Regions from separate parts of the Sus scrofa genome. Here all the other regions are linked to region 1. A link is a contact called in public Hi-C and HiChIP or PLAC-seq data. All regions are on one chromosome and are shown on one strand. Each heading gives the region's core, a stretch centred on a gene start, on an enhancer-like site or on the middle of the called end of the contact. The rest is flanking DNA. Distances are from core to core; before and after follow the strand shown.

The links. Hi-C and Micro-C count contacts between places; a contact is called where the count stands out from the background. HiChIP or PLAC-seq counts read pairs in DNA pulled down with a chosen protein or histone mark.
Region 2: a contact with region 1 is called in a Hi-C map of embryonic fibroblasts, with 1.7 times the contacts expected there. The contact joins the promoter of OAS2 here to the promoter of RPL6 in region 1. A contact is called at or near these places in 1 of 47 Hi-C or Micro-C datasets (embryonic fibroblasts) and 1 of 2 datasets of contacts at active chromatin or transcription factors (alveolar macrophages).
Region 3: an H3K27ac HiChIP or PLAC-seq map of alveolar macrophages shows a contact between it and region 1. The contact joins the promoter of TMEM116 here to the promoter of RPL6 in region 1. A contact is called at or near these places in 1 of 5 promoter capture datasets (fetal liver) and 1 of 2 datasets of contacts at active chromatin or transcription factors (alveolar macrophages).
Region 4: a contact with region 1 is called in a Hi-C map of liver, with 2.6 times the contacts expected there. The contact joins the promoter of NAA25 here to the promoter of RPL6 in region 1. A contact is called at or near these places in 2 of 5 promoter capture datasets (fetal liver and fetal skeletal muscle), 17 of 47 Hi-C or Micro-C datasets (embryonic fibroblasts, fetal liver, heart right ventricle and 7 more) and 2 of 2 datasets of contacts at active chromatin or transcription factors (alveolar macrophages and skeletal muscle).

What each region holds. Positions count from the first base shown.
Region 1 is chr14:39,300,844-39,303,981 of Sscrofa11.1, forward strand. It overlaps RPL6 (ribosomal protein L6), which reads left to right and starts at 1,604. Exons shown (of 7, transcript NM_001044542.1): 1 at 1,604-1,622; 2 at 2,520-2,744; 3 at 2,825-2,923. The coding sequence starts at 2,520.
Region 2 is chr14:38,846,151-38,849,288 of Sscrofa11.1, forward strand. OAS2 (2'-5'-oligoadenylate synthetase 2, 69/71kDa) reads right to left here and starts at 1,547. Exons shown (of 11, transcript NM_001031796.1): 1 at 1,276-1,547. The coding sequence starts at 1,452.
Region 3 is chr14:39,694,071-39,697,208 of Sscrofa11.1, forward strand. It overlaps TMEM116 (transmembrane protein 116), which reads left to right and starts at 1,669. Exons shown (of 12, transcript XM_021074212.1): 1 at 1,669-1,690. ERP29 (endoplasmic reticulum resident protein 29) reads right to left here and starts at 1,678. Exons shown (of 3, transcript XM_003483432.3): 1 at 1,373-1,678. The coding sequence starts at 1,516.
Region 4 is chr14:39,605,288-39,608,425 of Sscrofa11.1, forward strand. It overlaps NAA25 (N-alpha-acetyltransferase 25, NatB auxiliary subunit), which reads left to right and starts at 1,512. Exons shown (of 24, transcript XM_021074209.1): 1 at 1,512-1,663. The coding sequence starts at 1,606.

The DNA of each region.
Region 1 (3,138 bases), core at 354-2,853:
TCACTGTAGCAACTCTCCTTGGTACAGTGGCACAGGATTTAACCCTAGCTAGAGGAATTTCACGTGCCCCTGGGCATGGTGAGATTAGATATTATTATCTCCATTTCAGAAACGAAGGAATAGAGTACAAAGTGACCAGAAATCCTTGCCGAAGGGAGTTCCCGGTTGTGGGTCAGCACAAATGAACCAACTAGTATACATGAGGATGTGGATTCTATTGCTGGCCTCACTCAGTCCTTCCCAGATCCAGCGTTGTCAGATCTGTGGCAGTTGCGATGAGCTGTGATGTAGATCGCAGACATTTCTGGGATCCAGTGTTGCTGTGGCGTAGAGGGGGTAGCCTTAGCTCCGATTGGACCCCTAGCCTGGGAACTTCCATATGCCAGAGAATGCGGCCCTGAAAAGAGAAGAAAAAAAAAAGCACAGCCACAGCAACGCAAGATCTGAGCAGGCCTGCCACCTACACCACAGCTCAGGGCAAGGCCAGATCCCCCACCCACTGAGCGTGGAACTATCGATTCATTTCCCTGTGCCACAACAGGGAACTCCCAGAACAACTATGCTCTTTGATGTCTCCATACCTCTTGCATTTATTCTTCCAGTTGCCACTTTCATCTGCCAGATTTGTGCTTATTTTTTCCAAATCCAACACAAAAACATCTCCCGCAAAACTTTCCAAATCCTCCCAGAAGAAGTGATTTATTAATTTTTCTATTTTTTTTTTGGTCTTTTTTGCCTTTTCTACGGCCACTCCCCACGGCATGTGGAGGTTCCCAAGCTGGGGGTCTAATCAGAGTTGTAGCCACCGGCTTACCCCAGAGCCACAGCAATGCGGGATCCCAGCCGCATCTTCGGTTTACACCACAGCTCACGGCAACGCCGGATCCTTAACCCGCTGAGTAAGGCCAGGACCAAACCCGCAACCTCCTGGTTCCTAGTCGGATTCGTTAACCACTGAGCCACTACAGGAACTCCTATTTCACTTACTTTAAATTTTAGTTTTGACCCTCTACTTTTAAGCTTTAGGGGGTGTAGGCAGTAGGCAACTGTGGAGAAAATGTCTGTGGAAGGTCCCTTTCATCGGAGGGATTTCGTTTAAATTGAGGATTAGGTCCTTCAACCATCTATACCTTCTTATATTGAAAATGGTAGTGCTTCCCCTCCACTTTTCCGCCCATGGAAGCTTCCTAGGATCTGCATATAGAAGTTTCTCGAATCGAATCCAAGACACAGCTGCTACCTACTCCACAGCTGTGGCTACTCGGGACCCACTGCGACCGGGCTGGGAATAAAATCCTAGCTGCTGCAGAGACAACGCCAGCGGGAACTCGTTGGTAGTGTTTTCTAATATATTTGGTAAGCAAAATATAAAAAGTTGCAACTTTATGCAGGTTCCCAAAATTACTCTGAGAATTTTATTGGGCTATTAAATGAGGCTTTTTCAGACAAAACGTTCTCCGCTTTCGCCTCCTATTAAGAAAAACAGCTCCGTATACAGGACAAAGGTGGGAAACTACACTTCCCATCATGCCTCAGATCCGGAAGGAAATGAGACTCCACACCTCCCGTGATCGCTTATAGACCGGAAGCTGAGGCCTTAGTTCTCTTTCCCATCTTGCAAGGTAAGAATGGCGGGGTTCTCTGCAAGACTCGATTTCAGGACCCCTATCCTTCGCCATCCTAACTCGGAGGGTATCAAGTCGACATCTGCGGGGTGTCGGACGCGTCAGGGCCAACTGGGAGACCTCCTAGACGCTTATTTATCTCGCTTGGGTTTACAATGGGGCACGTAGAGGGTGAAGCGGAATGCCGAATAGGCTCTGGCAGCCCGGCACCCTCCCGGACTGAAGGAATAGGTCCCTCCAGGGATCCGTAGCGGGCTAGTGGGCTTCAGGGGCCAGGGCGACAGCGCGCGTTCCGGAATCTCGAGTTTGGGTTCCAGAAGACGCCGCCGAGCTTGTCCCAGCCACGTTGTGTATTTGAGTCTGTGGCCAATGCTGATTTTCCCGTCTCCACGTCTGTGACCGGAAGTCGCTCCTTGCGCTTTGCGCTTTTTTCAGTTTGGGCAAATCGTGTGTGTCTTCGCCTTCTAAACAGAATTTCTTGAGTGAGACAGTTTGATAAAAGCAAAAGCCCTGAAAGCAAATGATTTCAAGTTCTATCTTCGGCATCCTAACTGGAGATTGGTAAAGCTCTGTTTCTGGACTTCTAGTTCGCAAAAGAGGAATGGAATAGGGACTTGTGACTGCTAAATATGCAGCAAGCACCTAACAGGTGTGGGATAGTCTTCAGTCTTCAGATCGTCCAAAAAGTTACAGTGTATTGGGGAGACAACCGTGATGGATGTTGCAGACGTGGGAATTTGGAGGAAGGCCTATGGTCTTGTAGTGGGAGGGATGTAAAGGATGTTAACAGCTAGTTGAAGAGGGAGGATGAGGACTTGTCCCCTAGGAAGTCTGTTCATGTACAGCTCTGAGATAAATGGTGAAATACCTTCTTTAAAATGTACCCACTGGTAGATGGCGGGTGAAAAAGCTGAGAAGCCAGGAACTAAGGAGAAAAAGCCTGAAGCCAAGAAGGCTGATGCTGGTGGTAAAGTTAAAAAGGCTAAGAAGGTTAAGAAGGGGAAGCCCCACTGCAGCCGAAACCCTGTCCTGGTCAGAGGAATTGGCAGATATTCCCGATCGGCTATGTATTCCAGAAAGGCTTTGTACAAGAGGAAGTATTCAGCAGCTAAATCCAAGGTAAGGGATGAGGGGAACCACTGACCATTTGGTCTTGAAGTGTGCGACTCTGACTTTTTGATGCATTTGTGCCCTGATAGGTTGAAAAGAAAAAGAAGGTGAGAGTTCTTGCTACTGTCACAAAACCCGTTGGTGGTGACAAGAATGGTGGTACCCGAGTTGTTAAACTTCGAAAAATGGTAAGATTTCTGGAATATTGTAAGTTGACTGTTCCGCCAAAGTTTGAAACTTGTGTGGGGTTTTAGAAGTTTTTGTTTACCAGAGATTTACTAATGGAGAATAGTGTGAGTTCTGAGTTTGTGCAACTTGACATTATTCAGAGTTAAGTTTCCGTGCTTTGGTTCTTGTAAAACAGGAATAAAGGTTTGCCTCACAGGGTTGCTGTGAGACTTTA
Region 2 (3,138 bases), core at 297-2,796, 450 kb before region 1:
TAGGCCTCGGAGAGGAGATTTCGGTCTTTGTTGGAGAGAGCTGCGTCAAGCTCCGTCCCCTTCAAGTCTCCGACAAAATCTGTGCACACAGCAGGTAGCTGCAGGAGAGCATTTTTCAAGCCTCTGCAGCGGGGGCCGCGCGGTCTTAGCGCTCCACCTGCTTCCGCTTCCGCTTCCGCTGGGGTGGCCGCGGAGCGCCCTGCCTCACACGCGCACGCGCGCGGCTTGGCGACCCGCCCCCGCCCCCACTCCCCTGCCGCCCGGCGCTGCGTGTGTTAGAAAAAAGTTAACAATGTTGAGAGGTAGGATGGCTTCGGGTTAAGGGTGCAAGCTCCCAAACGGATCACTAGCGCTTACAATCCCAAATTGGATATCAACTATTAAATAACTTCCCCGTGCCTCAGTTTCCTCATCTGGGCCCAGGCAGAAGACGCCAAAGGCTCGGATGTCTTTACTGCTGGGGCTAGTGGATGCATGTAAGGGCAGAAGCCAGAAAGCGCTGTGACTGCAGAGAAGCGGGATTCCAGTGCTGGAGAGCCTGGGATTGGGCATCTACAATGCCCTCTCCCTACCCTAGGGTCTTAGCACCTTCTCAGCATCCTTTCTTCTCCAAAGGTCCAGAATCTTCCGTCTCAGCCCCAGGATTTGTGTCTGTAGCACCAAACATTTCTAACTGATGAGAGCGCCCCACCCCTGGCTGTTGAAACCACAGAGCATCGGTAGGAAGCTTTACTGAAGTCTTCTAGCCTCAGTTTACCCCTCTGGAAAATAAGGAGATTAGAAGCAATAACAGTAATCACAGCTAATTTATTTCACTTTTTTTTTCTTTGGCTGTGCCAAAGCATGTGGAAGTTTACGGCCCAAAGATCGAACCCATGCCACAGTTGCAACCTGCGGCAATGCTGGATCCCTAACCCGCTGCCCCAAATGGGAACTTCTTTTGTGCTAACTTTGTACCAAGCCCTGTGCAAGAACATTATATGCTCAAGCCTCTTAACATTTTGTGATGAGTATTATTGCTCTCCCATTTTATAGACTCAGACACTAAGGCACAGAGAGGTTAAGCAAACTGCTCTGGGTCACACAGTAGTAAGAGGCAGAACCAGCTCCCAACCTGTACTCCTAAACTCTGTACTGTATCCCACCATCTCAGTTGAGCAGCATGGGGAATATGATGATGTCTGTGTGCCCAGGGCCTGGCACACAGTAGGTGCTCAGCACCAAGTCTTTCTTCCCTCTGGCTCCCTGAAGGCCTGACCCCAGCCCTCTACTCACTCTGGCCACGCTTATCACCAGGGGCAACTGCTCAGCATCCTGCAGGACTTTGCAGATGGTGTCCACGGTCTGGTCGATCTGTTTCTGACAGTCTTCAGAGGGTCTCAGGTTGTTCTGGACAAACTCTCCCAGTTTCTGAGGAGGCCGGTCATAGAGATGGGACCCCCAGTTTCCCATTGCTCTGGCTGGCTGCTGAGAAGACAGCTAATGGCTGAGCTGGAGGCAGAAGAGAAAGAGAACTTTTATGCCCAGAGCCAGAAAACCGAAACTCATCACAGGGGAAAAGGAAACTCACAGGGCCTTTCCAGCTGACTGCCTCAGGATTTTCCCCGCCCCTATGACTATCGGCCAGCCTCTCAGCTGCTGTAGTGAAAAGGGGAGTCACCGGCGCTGGCTCATGAGGGCTTGATACACACTAGATCTGTGTCCTTGAGCACATTGTTGGTCCTTTTTGTGCTTTGATTTCCCTATCTGTAAAATGGGGGTAACAACAGTACCTTTCTCATAGCTTTTTTTTTTTTTTTTTTTTTTTTGTCTTTTTGCTATTTCTTGGGCCGCTCCCGTGGCATATGGAGGTTCCCAGGCTAGGGGTCCAATCGGAGCTGTAGCCGCCGGCCTACGCCAGAGCCACAGCAACTCGGGATCCGAGCCGCGTCTGCGACCTACACCACAGTTCACGGCAACGCCGGATCGTTAACCCACTGAGCAAGGGCAGGGACTGAACCCGCAACCTCATGGTTCCTAGTCGGATTCGTTAACCACTGCGCCATGATGGGAACTCCTCATAGCTTTAATGTAAGGATTAAATACTTGCATATTGCTTGGAACAGAACCGGGCACACGATGGCTATAAAGTATTTGTTAAGCAAATACTTTTTAACAATATTTCGTAGGGGGCCAGAGGACATCTTTTTTTTTTTTCTCCATCGAACTATAACTTATAAATTTACAATATTGTGTTAGGTTTCAGGTGTATAGCAAAATGAGGCAGTTATATCTCTATTTATAATTTTAAAAAGATTATTTTCCCAGAGGTCATCTTTTGAGGCTCTTTCCCTTCTCCCCATTCCCAGTGGCCTTGGAACTCAGAATCAATGAGCACAGCGAGACAAAAGAGACCCTGAAGCGGGTCTGTTGTTCAGGGACACACAGCAAGGCAAAGCTTCAGTCACTCAGGTTTCAGTTCTGCCACTGAGCAAACACAGGTCTCAAAAGGTCTGCCTCTGGAGTTCCCGTCGTGGCGCAGTGGTTAACGAATCCGACTAGGAACCATGAGGTTGCGGGTTCGGTCCCTGCCCTTGCTCAGTGGGTTAAGGATCTGGCGTTGCCGTGAGCTGTGGTGTAGGTTGCAGACGTGGCTCGGATCCCGCGTTGCTGTGGCTCTGGCGTAGGCTGGTGGCTACAGCTCTGATTCGACCCCTAGCCTGGGAACCTCCATATGCCTCGGGAGCGGCCCAAGAAATAGCAACAACAACAACAACAACAACAACAACAACAACAAAAAAGGTCCGCTTCTGTGTGCCTCGTTCCTCAGCACACACATGGATACCTATTGGATTTCCCTGGGCACTTACCCCACCCAGCATGGATGAAAAACAAGCCCAGGAGTGCACAGGCTAGAGGGGAGACAGACATGCAACTCTTGTGTCCAGACCCATGAAAATGAACCTCCCAGGCAGCTCCCAGAAAGCACACACAGACCCCTTCTCTGCTGTGATGATGAATTTCATATGTCAACTTCTTTTTTCCTGCATTTTAGCTCTGCACCCATGAATTGGAGCTGCAGGTGCCGGCCTACACCACAGCTCACGGCAACACCAGATCCTTAACCCCACTGAGTGAGGCCAGGGATCGAACCTGAAT
Region 3 (3,138 bases), core at 419-2,918, 390 kb after region 1:
AAGAGTAAAAACAGGGAGGCCACTGAGGCTATTGTGGTAGCTGTAAAGATGGAGACGCAGCAACAGTGCAGTTTCTCCCTGAGTCACACTTGGTTTGTCACGTTATCTCATTTTCACCTATGGGTGGTAGGGGTGTCACTTTGCCAATAAAGACCTCCAAAGGGCTCTGCTGTGGCGTGTGCCTGACAACCAGCCAGCCAACCTACACTTTTTTTTTTTTTCTTTTTAGGACCGCAATGCGGCATACGGAGGTTCCCAGACTAGGGGTGGAATTGGAGCTGGAGCTGCAGCTGCCGGCCTACGCCACAGCCGCAACAACACCAGATATCACGACACCAGAGCTCACTGGCAGCACTGGATCCTTACCCCACTGAGCGAGGCCAGGGATCGAACCCACATCCTCTGGGCACTAGTTGGGTTCATTATCGCTGAGCCACAATGGCAACTCCATACACCTACACTTTTACATTCTTGAAAATTTGCCTTGAATGAGTCACAGGTACCAACTTCAGGAACAGGAACCCTTTCGAAAAGGGGAAGAGTTCAATCACTTGAGATAGATAGATACTTCTTGGTTTCACTTCCCAGCAATGAGCATGGACTAAAATAAAACGCCTGGTTCTCTCTCAACACTTAGCTCGCCCGTCTCACAGGTGAAGTTAAGGTGCCAGTGGGTGAAGAAAGGTGAAAGATCAGGGGACTGGGACTGCATTCAGCTTTCCATATTTCCACCTTCCACGTACCGAGGCCAGGACCCCAATTCTGTGAATACGGAGGTGGGGATTGTAGCTAATCCTTCCAAGTCTTGACCCGATTTTGCCACCAGGCCCAAGACATTCACTACAGAGTGGTTGAACTGAAGCTTATTCTCAAAGCTTGCACTTTTTATGGAGAGGCAGAATATCTGGACAGTGGCTGAAATCCATGCCAAGGAAAGAGGGGCGCTGAAGTGCAGGTTAACAAGCAGGGTTTCCACCCCTGCCCAACACAGTGGCGTCCGCTTCGAACTGCCCTCCAGGTTTCTCTACTTTGGACCCGAGGATTGGGCTCACCTGGCACCTCCCTCTTCCCACAGGTGATGGGAAGGGGCACCCTGCTCCCTCAGCTCCATTTCTGCAGTTCTTTTGCAAAGGAGGAAGCAAGTATAAATATTGCAAAGGCAAAGGTGCGTGGTGACCATGGATCATGCATGCTCCAAGGCCAAGATACGGCCTCGGCCCAAAGTCCACCAGCCCTGCAAGGCGGTGGGAACCCACGAGATCATTGCTACAGACCACCTCCCGCCAGCTAGCTGTACCCAGCGTCCCCCACGGGTGGGCGCTGCCCTAGGAGCTCTGGCTGCACCTGCGCGCGATGTCCCCCGCCGCGTTACCTTGTAGAAAGTAATTGTATCCAGGGGAAGGGCGCCCTTGGTGTGCAGGCCGCTGCCGCCTTGCGGAGCAGAGAGAAACAGGAGGAACAGGAGAAGGGGAAAGAGTGGAGAGAGACAAGCAGCGTGGGGAATGGCGGAAGCCATAACGCCTTATTCTGGCAGTAGCTGCTGAAGCAGAGGAAGCGTGGAGTCGGGAGTCACGTGTCTAGGAGGGCCGACTCCGGCGCGCGTACGTGTACTAGCCGGCAGGCTCTCGGCGGCCTAGGGTGAGAGGGTGGGGCCTCGTGAGGGGAGAGGGGGGAAATGGAGCTGCTGCGCGTGCGTACTCGGCGAAAGCCAGCTGGGGCCTAGGGTGATTGGGCGGGGCCAAGTGGCGGGGAGGGGGTTGATAGTGTGGGGCGTGTGGGGGAGGGGCCGGAGGAGGAGGGGGCGTGTGGGGGAGGGGCCGGAGGAGGAGGGGGCGTGTGGGGGAGGGGGCGGAGGAGGAGGGGAGGGAGGAGGAGGGGGCGGAGGAGGAGGGGGCGGAAGGACTGCCGCGCACGCGCTCTCTGCGAGGCTTTCAGCTGGCCTGCCCCTTTCCCGTCATCCTCCGCCAGAGGAGTGGCGCGAAGCGCGTGCTCGGCGTTTTTATGGCCCTTGGGTCGCGTCTTTCCTTCTCTTCGAAGATGACGAAGCCGGCCAGCATTTCTTCTTGCCTTTGGTTGGGATGTGCTACTACCTTTGGTTAGTCTGTCAGGCCGTCTGACTGTGCTACTGCCTCTTAGTTGGCACGATATTATGTTCATTCAGTCGTATTCGGCTCCCACCCTTAGGCGGTAGCTGAGCTGGTGTGTGAGACGAGGCTCTTGTCAGTTTGGCTGTCAGGGCCTCCCCTACCCCTGACCAGCCCTATATGAGGCTTACTCTGTGGTGCGTGCTTCACCAGGGAGGCTCCAGGCTCATAAAAATAGGCTTCCCTTATTTTTAAAGTCCTAATAATTCTGTTGAACAGGTGTTTGTTCAGCATATAGTTTATACTAGATCCCAGGTTTGCTTGCAGGAATGCAGAATGGAGATGAATGAGACCGAACTCTGTACTGAACGAACTCAGTGGTGGGGCAGGAGGAGTCATGGAAATAGTAATAGAAACGTTACAGTGTAATTGGTAGAAAATAAGACTGTATTACAGGCTCATGAAAGCATAAATGGTAATTCAGTCAGTCCCGCTCAGTAGTGTTAGGGAAAGTAATAGACAGGAGGTGACTTTTGAGCTGGATCTAGAAAGAAGAGGAGGTGTTTACTTACAAGGCAAATAGCAGATGATGGTTCTAATAAGGGGGGGGGGACATGATGAATCTGTGAATGAACTGAGGCACGTGGTGAAGGGTCTCATCAAGCGAAAGGGTTTGGAGCCATCAGAGGTTTTAACCAGAAGAATGACTTTAGATTTGCTGTTACTTGGGAATAAAGAAGATGGATGTGAAAAGAAGGGAATAAATTGTGTAATACTTTATAAGGAATTTAGCACCAAGTAAACCATTACATGTGTCTAGTAAATGTGCTTTAGAGAGGTTCAGAAAAATTTATTGGAGTTTGCACTAATAAATTATTAAAGTAAGACACATAGACAAATGATAGAAGTTAGAGGAGGGGATAATCACTGTGAGCTAAGATGGTTAAAGAAGGCTTCATGAAGGTGGAAATGGAGTTAAGCCTTGGAAAGAAGATCGTTTTGGGTGGAGAACAAGTAAAAAGGAGCAGAAGTGGAAATCATCATGATACTTTGG
Region 4 (3,138 bases), core at 262-2,761, 300 kb after region 1:
ATATTGTATATTTATTGGAGGGACCCCCCCCCCTTCCCCTCCACCACCACTCCCAACCATTTTCAACAAGAATTTCTCTGTGCACTTGCTTCTGGAATTTTTTTTCTTCCTCTTTAGCTTGCCCCAGGACAGAGTTGGGATGAGAGTTTCTAGTGCATGTAGTTAAAAAATACCCCCCATTATTAAAAATGTATTAAAAATCTATTACTTTGGAATGGTTTTAGACTTAACAGAAAGGCTGAAAAGAGGGTAAAGTTTTTACTACTCTTCAACCAGTTAACCTTAATGTTAACATCTTACATTACCATGTAATTTACATTCGTCAAAATGAGAAACCAACATTAGCATAATACTATTAACTAAATTCTAGATTTTATTTGCATTTCTTCTGTTTCTCCACTAATGCCCTTTTTTTTTCTGTCTCAGGATCCCAACCAGGATATCACATTACCTTTGGTTATCGTGTTTCATTGGACTATTATGGTTTCTCATAGTTTCCTTATTTTTCATGACCTTGACAGTTTTTTGGTTTTTTTCTTTCACCTCGACCCAGGCATGTGGAAGTTCCCAGGTCAGGGATCAAACCCACGCCACAGCCATGGCAATGCTGGATTTTTAACCTGCTGTGCCACAAGAGAACTCCCATCTCCCACTTTATTTAACTTTTCTGACAATTGTCGCTTTTTCTAACCACACTATATAAAATTGCCCCCCGTCCCTGTTCTCCTTTTCTCAGTTTCATTTATTATCACCTAATATACTGACATACTTATTTGATGATCTCCCTCCCAGCAAGGAAGGCCCCAGGAAAGCTCTGATTTATTTACAATGTATCTTCTCTGCCTAAATTCGAAACAGAAACAGCGGCATAATAGGCACTGGATAATTATATTGGGTATGAATAAACCCACCAGTAGAAAAGAGGATAGTATCTACCTTCTAAGGAGATACTAGGGTTGTTATGAGTATTAATGAAATAATTCATTTAGAGCTTGCAACACTAACTGCACATACTAACTGAATTACTTTTTTCCTTCAGTTTTATTGCGGTATAGTTGACAAATCCACTGGATTACTATAAATCTAGGGTGCTTCTTAGTTGGCTGAGCACCAGGAGAGAGATGAAGGGATCTCGAACATTTCTGGCAGATTTCTACTGTTGGTCAGCACCCCTTTCCCCTACTCTCTCCTGGGTCACCCTCCCAGAGGAGGTCCCAGTTCCTCAACAATTAATCAAAGACAAGTCTAACTGGTCCTTCAGCACAGATGAGAAATAAGATAAACTGGAGCAGCAGAGCCCTAACTCTGACCAAGAGTTTCTCTCCTTTCTTCACTCTCCCGTAAGTGACTCGGACGGGATTTTAATAGCAACGGCCGCCTCTATCAGCTAGACTGATTCCATCAGCAAAGGGGAGACGTATCCCTCAAAGTGGCAATAGTCTGTGGGAGGGGTGCGGTGTAAGTGTTGTCCCTTTCCGCGCAGGCGCGTTCAATCGCAACCCCGCGACCATCGCGATAGACGAGCGAGATCGGCGCTGGCCCTTTAACGGCCCCTTCCCGGGGGCCTGCCCTGCGCGTGCGCACTGCTGTTCTGCGCTTGTCATCATGGCGACGCGGGGCCATGTGCAGGACCCTAACGACAGGCGCCTCCGGCCCATTTACGGTGAGTGCCTGGGGCCAGTCTAGTCGCCAGCCGGATACGCCGAGGGCCGCCGGGGCCAGGGTAAAGGCCCAGGAGGGTCGCTGAGTGGCCAGGAGCAGGGCTGGCGAGCACAGGGGGTCGGCCGCGCGGGCCTCTAGGCCTCAGTCACGGGCCTCGCGGAAGCGCCGGCCTGGCCTTCCAGAGCCCTGAGGTGGCAGCTGCGCTGTTAGGGCAGCGGCAGGTCGGCAGAGCTGGCCCGACAGGCAGGCTTTGTAAGACATTTCCTCTGGTAGAGATCTGCTCTGCTCGCAGGTCGCGTTGTTGGGGCCACGCCAAGGGACACCCAAGATCTGCCCGCAGGTGGAAGCTAGCTCCGGTACAGGGCTGAAACACCCTACTTGAGGGAAAACCCCCACTGAAGACTTTTTACTTATGGAAACTGGGCCTAAAATGTTGTCTGACCAACAGTGCTTGGTGAACAGAGAGAAACTGAGGTTCTGAGAGAGGAAGGAGCTGACGCAAGGTCACCCGAATCGAGTCAGGAACAGGCCCAGATTTGAGGCTCCCCATCGAAAGCTCTTTGGTGGAGGAACAGCTGCTCAGGGTACACGTGGGAGGCGGGGGCGGGGGGGTGGTGGTCTTGGGCCCAAAATAGCGATGGGAAGATTGTGATAGTTTGGAGGGGCGTGCAGGGCCTTTCCTTTCTGTAGCTTTTCTGGCTTTCTGCAGCTTGCCTTCTGTGTGCTGAGTGGATCCCCCTTTGTAACGCTTAGCCCAATCCTCAGGTTTTAAGACCTTGATATCGTTCTGCTACACTTATTGTGAAAAATCACATATTTGAGTCACAGAAACATCTCTTCAATTACCGAGGTGTTCTGTAATTGGATAGTGGTTCCTGTTAGATGGTTGTATGGTCTTGGTCTGTGTCACTTCTTGATGAAGGAAGGCTTCAAGGTCAGTGGTTTTTCGCAAAATTAGGTCTCATGTTTATAGTGTGGATGTTACTAAATGGAGGTTTCTCCGCAGGGCTGAGATCACTTAACTTTTTTTTTTTGGAAGGGGGTAACTATATATTTCTGGTACAATTGCTACTTTTTGTAATTTGTATGATACTTTACTCACATCTCATTTGATTCTAGCAACAGCTTTGTGAGGTGGGTAAAAATAATAATAGCTAATATATATAGACTGTTAATTATGTCAGTCACTGTCCTCAGCCTTTTATATTTATCATTTAATTTTCACACATACTCCTGAGATAGGTAGTTTTTACAACCCCCTCCCTTTCTTTCCACAGATGAGGAAACTGGGGCTTTATTGATGTGTAATTTGTCTGTGGTCACTCAGCTAACACGAAGCTAGGATCTGAACCCTTGTGGACTGTCCCAGACTTACTCTTTTAACCACTGTGCTAGAAATCACCTCACTTTGAGCTGAAAACACTGGCTTACCAAAGGTCACATAGGTGGTGAGTGGTAGATTTCCATTTTCCCAGG